Linked DNA regions of Canis lupus: region 1 is linked to region 2. Evidence: chromatin contacts called from public Hi-C data. All regions are on one chromosome and are shown on one strand. The core of a region is the stretch at or near the end of the contact, and the rest is flanking DNA. Distances in the headings are between cores, read along the strand shown. Region 1 holds the start of ABL1 (tyrosine-protein kinase ABL1). Region 2 overlaps ABL1 (tyrosine-protein kinase ABL1).

What was found. A called contact is a pair of places that touch in the nucleus more often than the background predicts.
Region 1: a contact with region 2 is called in a Hi-C map of blood, with 2.0 times the contacts expected there. The contact joins the promoter of ABL1 here to the enhancer-like site in region 2. A contact is called at or near these places in 2 of 9 Hi-C or Micro-C datasets (amygdala and blood).

What each region holds. Positions count from the first base shown.
Region 1 is chr9:53,350,258-53,355,827 of UU_Cfam_GSD_1.0, forward strand. It overlaps ABL1 (tyrosine-protein kinase ABL1), which reads right to left and starts at 3,399. Exons shown (of 11, transcript XM_038549019.1): 1 at 2,497-3,399. The coding sequence starts at 2,632.
Region 2 is chr9:53,231,002-53,236,295 of UU_Cfam_GSD_1.0, forward strand. ABL1 (tyrosine-protein kinase ABL1) reads right to left here. Exons shown (of 11, transcript XM_038549019.1): 4 at 2,290-2,562. Among named protein-coding and RNA genes, the nearest start is that of QRFP, 31 kb to the left of the region's middle. Within about 2 kb of position 2,125, at least 1 of the 20 cell types and tissues checked has an H3K27ac peak or open chromatin away from gene starts, as enhancers often do. A contact at or near this core is called in blood, where this site is marked.

The DNA.
Region 1 (5,570 bases), core at 2,149-4,648, 120 kb after region 2:
CTTAGAAAACATTGGTGTATTAGATTATGTCGATTTTCTGAATAATTTCATTTCATCAAAATATCACATTTTTAAATATCACGACTAATCCCTACATCACAATAGCAGATACAAGTTTTCCAAAATCCTAATTTTCATTGGAAAGCTAAAATTTTATCACTGGCAACATATACTACCAGTTGTTTTCCCTGAAAGACTCCTTTATACTCTTTTTTAGCCCGAATAACCATTGTTTGTGGGTGGTAGTTCAAGAAAAAATGATAGTTCATAAAAAAAGCAGCCAGTACAGCTTGCAACTCAAACAACTGCCCATCTGCTTTTCCTAGAGATAATTGTAATACCTCAGTGCACAGCAGAAGTGCTTTACCTGTACTTCTCATTTCAACCTACAGAGTACCAAAAAAAAAAAAAACCCATGCAAGGGTCAACAGTTAATAAAACTAATATTTTCTACTGCTTCATCAAGGACATTCTTAAGTGAAAAACAAATTTTTATTTCATGTATTTATTTATTTATGAGCGCATCCATGAACACCATGGCTACTAATACAGTGAGGTGCTACAACCTCAATTCACACTAAGGAGTCTGCGTGACTTCTACACTATCTGTGCAAAGAATGCAAATAACATCTAAGTACTGCATTAATATGAAAACAGGTTTGACCTCTCAACCTTCTTGGAAAGGGTATCAGGGACACCTATGGAACTATATACTGTTCTGTACAAGAAGTTTCCTGAAGTGAGATTACTGAGTTATTTGAATATGCATTTTAAGTTGTGATAAGTTTAGCCAAAGCGCTACAAAAAGTCTGTACCAATTTTCATTATCTAAGGCTGCAAGATCATCATCACTAGTTAAAAATGTAAATAATTTACTTTATACATCCTGAACTGGGAAAGCACCATAATGTAACAAATCTCCATATCTGCCTAAAAGCAGTGCTAAAATGTAACTAGTATTTCAAGGAAAAATACTATTCAAGTACTCAAATCATTTAGATGAGGTAAATGTTCTTCTGTAAGTAAAACCTCAACAGGGATCCCTGGGTGGCGCAGCGGTTTGGCGCCTGCCTTTGGCCCAGGGCGCGATCCTGGAGACCCAGGATCGAATCCCACGTCGGGCTCCCGGTGCATGGAGCCTGCTTCTCCCTCTGCCTGTGTCTCTGCCTCTCTCCCTCTCTCTTGGTGACTATCATAAATAAAAATTAAAAAAAAAAAAAAAAAAAAAAACAACAACAAACCTCAACAGCCAAATGCAAGTTTATGCAACAGAGACCTTTGTTTATTGTGGTCATCCATTATTAGCATTAAGCATTTGAGATTGAGTGCCACCTGCACTCATCCTTCATTTGCTTATCGAGTGGGTGGGATCAATATTTCAATATAAAGTACACAGTCTGAAAAAATGTCAGGCTACAACAGTACAAACAGGACCCTAATTAATTGGCTGAGGGCTGGCCCTTAGCTTTATTTTATTTTATTTAAAGATTTATTTATTTATTTATGATAGACATAGAGAGAGAGAGAGAGAGAGAGAGAGGCAGAGACACAGGAGGAGGTCTGAGAAGCAGGCTCCATGCCGGGAGCCCGACGCGGGACTCGATCCTGGGACTCGATCCTGGGACTCGATCCCGGGACTCGATCCCGGGACTCCAGGATCCCGCCCTGGGCCAAAGGCAGGCGCCAAACCGCTGAGCCACCCAGGGATCCCCTGGCCCTTAGCTTTAAAAGCTCACATAGAATTATGGGGAGTGTACAGCTTAACACATACTGTCTGCAATCAAATGCCAACCATGTTCATAAAAATATCAAAGACAACCTTTCTTGCCCCAAATGTCATCCGAAGCAGGGAGAGGGGAGGCTAAGGCTCCATTCCTGGGGAAACGATTACTCCTGTGTAAGGTAAAATAACCAGAAGGTGGGTATTGTCAATTCACAAGGGATGCTGCTTCCCCACTCAACTTCTCCCACGTAGCTCCAAAGGGCGTATTATCAAGTCCTACTTATGACTGAAAAGGTCAAGGATAATAGTGTCAACTAGGATCTGTGGTTCTTAACCTCCTGGGGAGCACGAGCCACTCTGGGGATAGGATAAAAGCTCTGCGTGGATAAAGCAGTAAAGGATCCAGGTACCTCCGGCAGAGCCCATGCCTGGGGTTTAGAGCAGGATCATGGACTCTGAACCTGAGAAACCACTTAAGTCCAATCTCCTCAGGAAACTGGAAGAGTAAAATGGCTTATCTAAGGTCAACAGTGAGTTAGAAGGGGAATTAGGCAAGAAAGAAACAACTCAAAGAGATTTTTGAATAAAGCCATCCAGAGTCTCCAAGTAACCTCTTCTTATACAAAGTTCCACCGCAAACTAAGAGAAAACTGTAATCAGAGAAGTTTTTTAAGTACAGCTGGACGCAAGTACTGTCGTTCACAGAACCCTTAGGTCCTCCTAGGCTGAACACATACGGAAAAACACGACCAGAAAGCTTGGAGAGCACTCACCGTGTTCCACAAAAACATTGCAGTGTGGACCCCCATGCCTCGATGACTCCTTCTTCCCTGCTCCTTTGATAAAGTGCAGGGCGGGCAAACTTGGCCTTCTTTGGTCCCCAAGAACTTTGCCAGGCTGCTGCCCCATAAAGTAATGATAGGCACCCCTTTCCAGAAGAGGGTTCGAGATCTTCCAGAATGGTCAGTGGGCTTGGAAGGAAAACAGTATATATGTGGGATTTCACATTCACCCGATCTCCACGAGTCAGTAATTGAGGTCAATCACAAAAAAAAAAAAAAAGAAAAAAAAGGACATCTTCGGTAACCAAAGGAAGCAGTTTTTTAGATGGACATATGTAAACAGGAGTTCCAATCACTTCTGCAGTTTATCAGTCTGAAGTAACCTGACTTGCAGTGCTACCCAAAAGTTCCTTGAGTTTAAGTGTCTTTTACTGGCTGAGTAAGTTTCTGTCTTTTCAAGAAGAAAAACAAACATTCACAGGGATGCTCGTAGAAGGGTCAGTAACACTAAAGTCATTTCGATTCCCACACATAAAGGGAATGTTGATGGTCTCTGGATGCTTCTCCAGAACTTCTCCTGTGGAAGTCACCCCCTATCTCAGTTTCTTCGTTTCCCAGCAAGTTTCCTGCCCAACCAGCTGCCGCTCCTGCTTCCCTACCCTGCGCTCCGGAAAAGGACCCGGGTCACCCGGGCTTCAGCGAGAGCTTGCCCTCGACTCCGGCGACAAGGAATGCGTTGCCAGCAACTTTTCAAGTCCGCTTTTTAAAAGGCCTGTGAAACCAGTCCAGGCTTTTCCTTTGCATTAAAGTTTCTGTCGGGGCGGAGGCCAAGGGGACCGTAGGTGACATTGGAGGGAGTCAGGGCATTGGAGGCTCCCGGGAGCAACCGGGGGGGAAGGGGAGGCCACCTGACAGCGCGGGGGTGTGCACGGGGGGCTCCGCGGCCGAGCCGGGAGCCGGGCGCCGGGCGCGGGAGCAGGGGCGGCGCGGGGTACGGGGCAGGCTGCGGGGCGGGGGCGGGGCGCGGGCGGCTTACTCGGGGCGTCGCTCCTCCGCGCCTCAGGAACTCAGAGACCACCCCCAGTGTCCCGGAGCCGGGGCAGGGCTGTACGGGAGGAAGGGCCGTGGCGGCCCGGAAGGCGGGAGGCGGGCGGAGGGGGAGGAGGCCCGGCCGCCTCAGCTGCCCCGAGCCCGGGGGTCTCTGCCCGAGACACCCCCTCCCCCGGCTCCGGACGTTGGCACAGACGCCGCCGCCGCCGCCGCCGCCGCCGCCGCCAGGCAGTCACATCCCCGGAACTCCGCCGCGGGACCCAGCCTCCCCCCGCAGGTGGGGGCCGTGGACAGCGGAGGGGCTCTTCAGCCGCAGGACCCGGGAACCGGCTCCGGCTCCAGCGCTGCTCAGGGACCGACACCGACCCCCGCGGCCGCCATGATGGATTAGGAGCCGCTCCACAACGAGGCCAGGCCCCGCCCCCGACCCCGCCCCCGGCGACGTCCGGCGCGCGCCTCGCGGGGACCCGGGCTCTCCCGGCGCCGCTCTCGGGGACGCTGCCGTGCCCTTCGCCTCGGGTCTCCCTGCCCGCCAGAACTTGGCCCAGCACGACCTTTTAAAGGTGGTTTTTCCGAGCGCAAGGTGAGTGGTGAGGAAGCCCCCGCCTCCCCTGCACGGCCATTGGTCCCTGAGAATCCGGGTCAGGTCTCTCTCCTGCGTCCCATTGGCTGGTGAGGGCGGCGAGGCTAGAGCTCCCAGCCAACCGCATCCGGCGCAGGCCGCAGCGCTTGCCGGGAGCTGTAGTCCCGCGGCGCCCGCCCCTGCCTCGGCGCCCCCGCGACTTCTTGCCCTCTGCTCCCGGCTCCTGAGCTTCGGGCCCGCCCTCCTGGGAGCCGGTGGACTCTCGCCGGCCTCGCGTAGGGCTGGCCAATGTCTGTCCTGCGCGGGGAGTAAGGCCGGCGAGCAGCCAAAGCAAGGGGAAAACTGCGGATTGGATTGTTTTAGAACCGGAGTTGGAGTACTTCCTTAAGCCGCCTCTTCTCAGGGAAGAACCTTTGGCCGGTTCCTGGAAACCAAGGTCTTTGGTGCCTTGCCCTCTCTCCCCAAATTCTCACCTTTTCCCCAGGAAGCATAAATATTATCACTAGCGAAAACACAAATGGCTGGAAAACACCCAACATATTGCTAACGAATTCATGGTTTCTTTGGGTTTTCCGGAGGCTCAGCCGTTAAAGAAACCGCATGTATGAGGCACCTCTCAGACTCTAAGCCAGGCGCAACCAGGTCTGAGCTGGAAAGAGCCTGGAGGATGAAACGACCTCATTTCACAGACATAAATGTATTCTCATGAAAACACCCTGTTAGCCGAGAAGATGCCAATTGCTGGGTGGCCAGGCCTACAGAGCTAGCCAATGAGCCAGTCACCCCAGACCCACGCTTGGCGGGACCCATCTCCTGCCACTGAAAAGCAGCCCAGCCCCTCTGTGGTCACCCTGTGACCTGCCTGGGATATACCCATTTCTAAGGAGATCCACTCATCCCAGCGCCTACTCTACACTGACTGTTAGGCTTGTCTAATTTAATCCTCGCTGTAGCCCAGTGAAGCATGTAATGTCATCCCCCATTGCACAGCTGAGGGAAGATTCAGAGATGGGACTTACTCAAGGCCCCTTGCCTAGTTAGTATGTGACAAAGTCACCATTTGAGCCCAGATTGAGGTTGCTGCAAAGCCCATGAAAATTTTTTCCACTGTACTGTTGAGGGTAACCATTCACCAAATGTCAGACAACTGATTCTCAGAACTCACTCTTGTTATTAGAAAACCACAGCCACACTACAGGTGTTGTGATCTAGTTATTATATGGTTACAATTTTTCAGAAATATTTCAGCTGGATGGGAAAATGGTAGTTTTTAGATAGTGGCTTCTGGTAGTAGTGACAGACTTAGTCCTGACTTGTAGTATCATTCTTTAATCATTGGACACCCCTGTTCCCCTTTATTCACGTGTGATCCTCTCCTGATTTTTCTCCTTGGAGATTTTGCTTTCTGTTCACGCTTTAATCATTTCCTGCG
Region 2 (5,294 bases), core at 875-3,374:
CTGCCTCTCTCTGTGTCTATCTCTCATGAATAAATAAAATCTTGAAAAAAAAAAAAAAAAAAAAAAGACCCAAGGCTGGGCCTGCTCTCCGACCCTGTGTGACCCTGTGCCAGATGGAAACGCTGGAGCACATGCACACATCTCTCCCTGGCCTCATCTGGTCTGCGGGAGGCAGGGCAACAGCTCTTTCATTTTTTCTAAGGCTCGCCAACGTAGTCATCTTTGGGAAGTGTAAATCCAATCATCTGGGCATCAAAACCTTCAATGTGCCCCACTGCCTCTGAGGTAACGTCCTAGCTCCATAGCCAGTTCAAACCCTGTGACTTTGCGCGGGCTCTCTGCTGTCCACCTCTGTCTAGGCCTCTGCTCCCCTGGCCGATTCCTGTTCCTGGCCTATGGCGCCAACTATGGTTCCCTTCCTGTGTTCCCCCTGCCAAGTGGAGCTCAGCAGTGGTGCCCGCTCCCCCATTCCCAAGCTCCCATCTCTAATCTGGTACCTATCGAACCAGACTGTGGTTACCGTCATATTGCCTATTTCTCCTCCTAACTACACTGCTCTACTACCTAGACTGGCCTGAGGTGAACAACTCTATTTTCACAATCCCAGGATTAAGCCCAGGGCCTAGTGAACAGAAGAATACAGTGAACTCAATAAATGCTTATTGTCTTTTCAAAAAATCGTGTCTGGAAAGTATCCAGAAGTCCTCAAGGTGACCTCAAATCATGTCAGCCCCAAACATACAAGTATCAGTCCTGCCCTAAGGACTGGTCTAAGGGGGCACAATCGATAGGAGTGCCAGGAAGCCACCCTTGGTTTCTAGAACGAAATGTGATCCTTTCTCTGAAGCTGTCACTTTATATCAGCCAGAAACCATAATTCCCACTTTACTGTGCCTCTGAGTAAAGGCAGCAGGGAAATAAGAGAGTCCCTAATAGGCAAGTGATCTGACTTCAGCAGTCTCCAAGTGTGTGTCCCACAGACTTCAGAGAAGTCTGTGCATGCACCTGGGTCCCTTCTAGCTGTGGATGTTTCCATTCTTCTAGTCCAGTGACTACAGGGTCCCTCTTAATCTCTGTGCACAAGTAGTACAATTGGTTCGTTTAAAGCAAGTGAAAATAGGGCAGCCCTGGTGGCGCAGTGGTTTAGTGCCACCTGCAGCCTGGGGTGTGATCCTGGAGACCCGGAATCGAGTCCCGCATCGGGCTTCCTGCATGGGGCCTGCTTCTCCCTCTGCCTGTGTCTCTGCCTCTCTCTCGTTCTCTCTGAATGAATAAATAAATCTTTAAAAAAATAAAAAATAAAGCAAGTGAAAATAGTGCAGGTCAACACTAGGGGATGCTCTGACCACAGGTAAAAGCTCAAATCACATTCAGAAGGCAGAGGGTTGCAAGTGAAACCCTTGGTTGGCCACCTAAAGATTTCAAAGGACTTCAAACACACCTAAAAACTACAAGCCCCACACCTGGGTGGAGAGGGTGAAGGTCCTAGTTAATAAGAACAACTTGGATGGGGCAGCCTGGTTTGGCTCAGCAGTTTAGCCCTGCCTTCAGCCCAGGGATCAAGGGATCAAGCCCCACATCGGGCTCCCTGCATGAAGCCTGCTTCTCCCTCTGCCTGTGTCTCTGCCTCTCTCTCTCTCTCTCTCTTTCTTTCTGTGTGTCTCTCATGAATAAATAAATAAAATCTTAAAAAAAAAAAAAAAGAATGACTGGACACTGCCTGAGTTAGTAAGAAGGCATCCCTCATGATTTTCCACACCTCCATTTCCAGAAATCTACACTCCCACTACACAAAACTGGAACCTGCTAGGAACACCCAATGCACTTGCCTTTCAAATCTGCCAACAAAAATCCACAGAAGAGTCAAATGCATTTTGGTTAAATCTCCCTTCTTTCAAATCTTAGTTTCTTCCTCCTCTTTCTCTTAACTGTCAATAGGAAATGATCTAAATGCCAAACAGAACAAAAACTCACAGCTTTAAAAGAATCTTGCCATATGATGAAAACACTTCTCCAAATGACTCATCTTTTTTACACCAAAAAACCACAGCACTTCTCAGTTCTCACTGTATCACACTGAGTCTGGGAGAGGGACTGCCCCCATTCGAAGAAAAGGACCACAGGGGCCCAAAGAGGCACTTCCCGGGCACCAGTTACCCCTAGGACCTGAGCACAGGAGCAGGCCACCCGGAGAGCAGCACCACCACACTCCAGCACCCGCCGCGACAAACCATGAGAAACCGTATTTAGCCATGGTACCGCGAGCGGCAGCAGCAGTCCCAAGCTTACCTTCAAGGTCTTCACAGCTACTGTCAGGCTGTATTTCTTCCATACACCCTCGTACACCTCCCCGTACTGGCCTCCACCCAGCTTGTGCTTCATGGTGATGTCCGTGCGCTCCATCTCCCACTTGTCGTAGTTGGGGGACACGCCGTAGACAGTGGGCTTGTTGCGCTTGGGAGCTGGGTAATGGAGAGTGGTGATGAGCCCGTCTGCCACAGTCGAGTGATGATGAACCAACTCCGCCAAGGTGTTGAAGCGGCTCTCTGAGGAGACGTAGAGCTGAGGGAAACAGGGACAACTTTCAGCTCCCAGAGTGCACACAAACCCAAACAACTCCAATGAACCAGCTCTGCTAAGCCTAAGTCATGGCACAGCAAAACCTCAGATAAATAGCTTTCCACACAGGATGGAGCGTGCAGAAAACCACCTATACTGTGTTTCTCTACACCGGCTGTAATGCACTTGTGAAAGCAGAAAGAACCAACAAAATGCCTCAGTGCCTTTGCATCTGCTGTTCCCTCAGCCTGAAATCTTCCAGCCACCTAAGCATTACATGCCTGGTTCTCCTCTGATCCCAAGCCCGGCATAAATATCATTATTGCTGCAGTCACCTGACTGGTCATCGCCCAGCACTCGTTATCATATCACATCTATTACTTCTCTGCATTGTATTCACCTGCTTATTTGCTTACTTACTTCCTGCCAATGACCTCCTAGAATGTCAGCTTCATGAGAGTAGAGCCCTAAGCTGTTTTTATCCTGTGTCCCCAATGTGGAGAACAAGAAATGAGCACATAATAAATAAATTTGTTGATTAAATTAATGAAGACTAGAATTCACTATGTATTTGCTGACTGGAAAAGAAATTAAATTTTTAATAATTATGCTTATTACTTAAAATCTCTAATTTATAACTGTAGAACTATCCAGAACTATGCAGTAATCAGAAACGGAAACCACTAAATAAAACATAAATCTCGGGATCCCTGGGTGGCGCAGCGGTTTGGCGCCTGCCTTTGGCCCAGGGCGCGATCCTGGAGACCCGGGATCGAATCCCACGTCGGGCTCCCGGTGCATGGAGCCTGCTTCTCCCTCTGCCTGTGTCTCTGCCTCTCTCTCTCTCTGTGTGACTATCATGAATAAATAAATAAATAAAAATCTTAAAAAAAAAAAAATAAAACATAAATCTCCTTCTCATTCTTATTCTTACACCCTCAACTGGGGCTAAGTAGCATCAGAGGTCCAGACATGCCGACCCCAGCTGGACGCCCCTGTGGGATGCCCCAGTCAGCACCCTCCAGAAATGGAGTGGGGCAGGAGAGTGGTACTGGAGGCCTGCACAAAGGCCACGTAGCCACCTCTGCTGCGGGGAAGCAAGCAGAGGGGCTTGCAGACACAAGCACATGTGAGCCTCTGAGATCTACGGTGGGCACGAACCTACACGTGGAGTCTGTCCATGGGTCATTCTGGTCGGATGCACTGGGAAAGGAAAAAGGAAAGGAGCAGGCTGACAGAAGCAGGTGTGGATGGGGACGGCTAGTTTTCTTCTTCTTTGGTTCATTTCAGTACGGTGGTGGGGGAATGCTTCCTTTGCAAAAAAACAATTCCATGTTAAAATCTACACAGGACATCTGGGCTCCAGGCAGACAGCAGGTAACTGAACCTACCAGCTCATGATGGGCAGTCAGTGATTGCAGAAGGTGGGAAGGACATTAAAAATCACGACTTGTCCTGACTATAGACACAGAGGAAGAATACGTGTTTGGAACAGCGGTAACCCATGGGGAAAGAGGGAGAAAAAGGAATAGGCTGAGTCAGCTGTAGCTGTAGTATCTCTATTACTTAAAAACAGAAAAAGGAAGAAAAACCTGAAACTCATGGCAGTGTTGGTTATGGAAGGCTCCATCACTTCTGGTATGTTTGTAATATTAGATAATTGAAATAAAAGAAAAAATATTAACAAATACATGAGTTTATCCCATTTATAACCCTCAAGAAGATAAAGAGAATGCTCTATTTTTTAATTTTTTGCTCGGGGAGATAACAAACAGATGTTTAAAACTCAGGCAAGGGGAAAAAAAAAAACTCAGGCAGGGAAGCCTGGGTGGCTCAGCAGTTGAGCGTCTGCCTTCAGCTGAGGGCATGATCTCCGGGTTTGAGGATCGAGTTCCACATTGGGCTCCCTGCGAGGGGCCTGCTTCTTCCTTTGCCTATGTCTCTGCCTCCTCTCTCTGTGTGTCTTTCTCATGAATAAATAAAATCTTTTAAAAATAAATAAATAAATCTCAGACAAGTCAATGACAGACTCTGACTTAGAGGTTTGTAATATACAATCTTCTGGTTGCAATCCTACTAAAATACAATTCTGAGCAACCCAAGAATTTGTCCAGAAAGACCCCATAGCTCTGGGAACTTGTCCCTCTGTAAGATGGCAGCCCTCAATGGCAGGACCGTTCAAGGTGAGGAGAGGACCCACCAGGAAGCCCTTACACCTCAGACAACCTCAGTCTCTAGGGACACGTGACAAGTCACACTCAGGGCCCAGAGTGAGTGCACAAAGGTGCTGAGGGGAGGTGCGGAAGAATCAGCACCGCTGAGCCTGCGCCTGGCCTGACGTCCACGGCCCTCTTGTGAGTGGGCACTGCTGACACAAGTACAGTTCAGAGAGAAGACAGAGAGGCATGTGGGGACAGCGGCTAATCCTGCCTCTCTCTAGAAAAGCCTGTCATTTGTCCATTTACTTCACTTCATGTGGCAAGTGTTCTAAGCCATCTTCTTTTGGGGCAGCTCAGCTGCTGATGTTTTCACTTCCGTGGAGGGTAGAGCCTCCCTGGCTCGCTCCCTGGCATCACAGCACCCCTCCCACCTCGGACATCGCTGGCATGGTGCGTCCATTTCATTTGCTGGACTCCTGAGGTTGGTCACCAGGGAGCAAGGCTCATTACCTACCTCTCCCTGTCAGCTTGAAAGGAGTGTTCCCCAACCCAAGGATTAAGTTCCTTCCTTCGCAC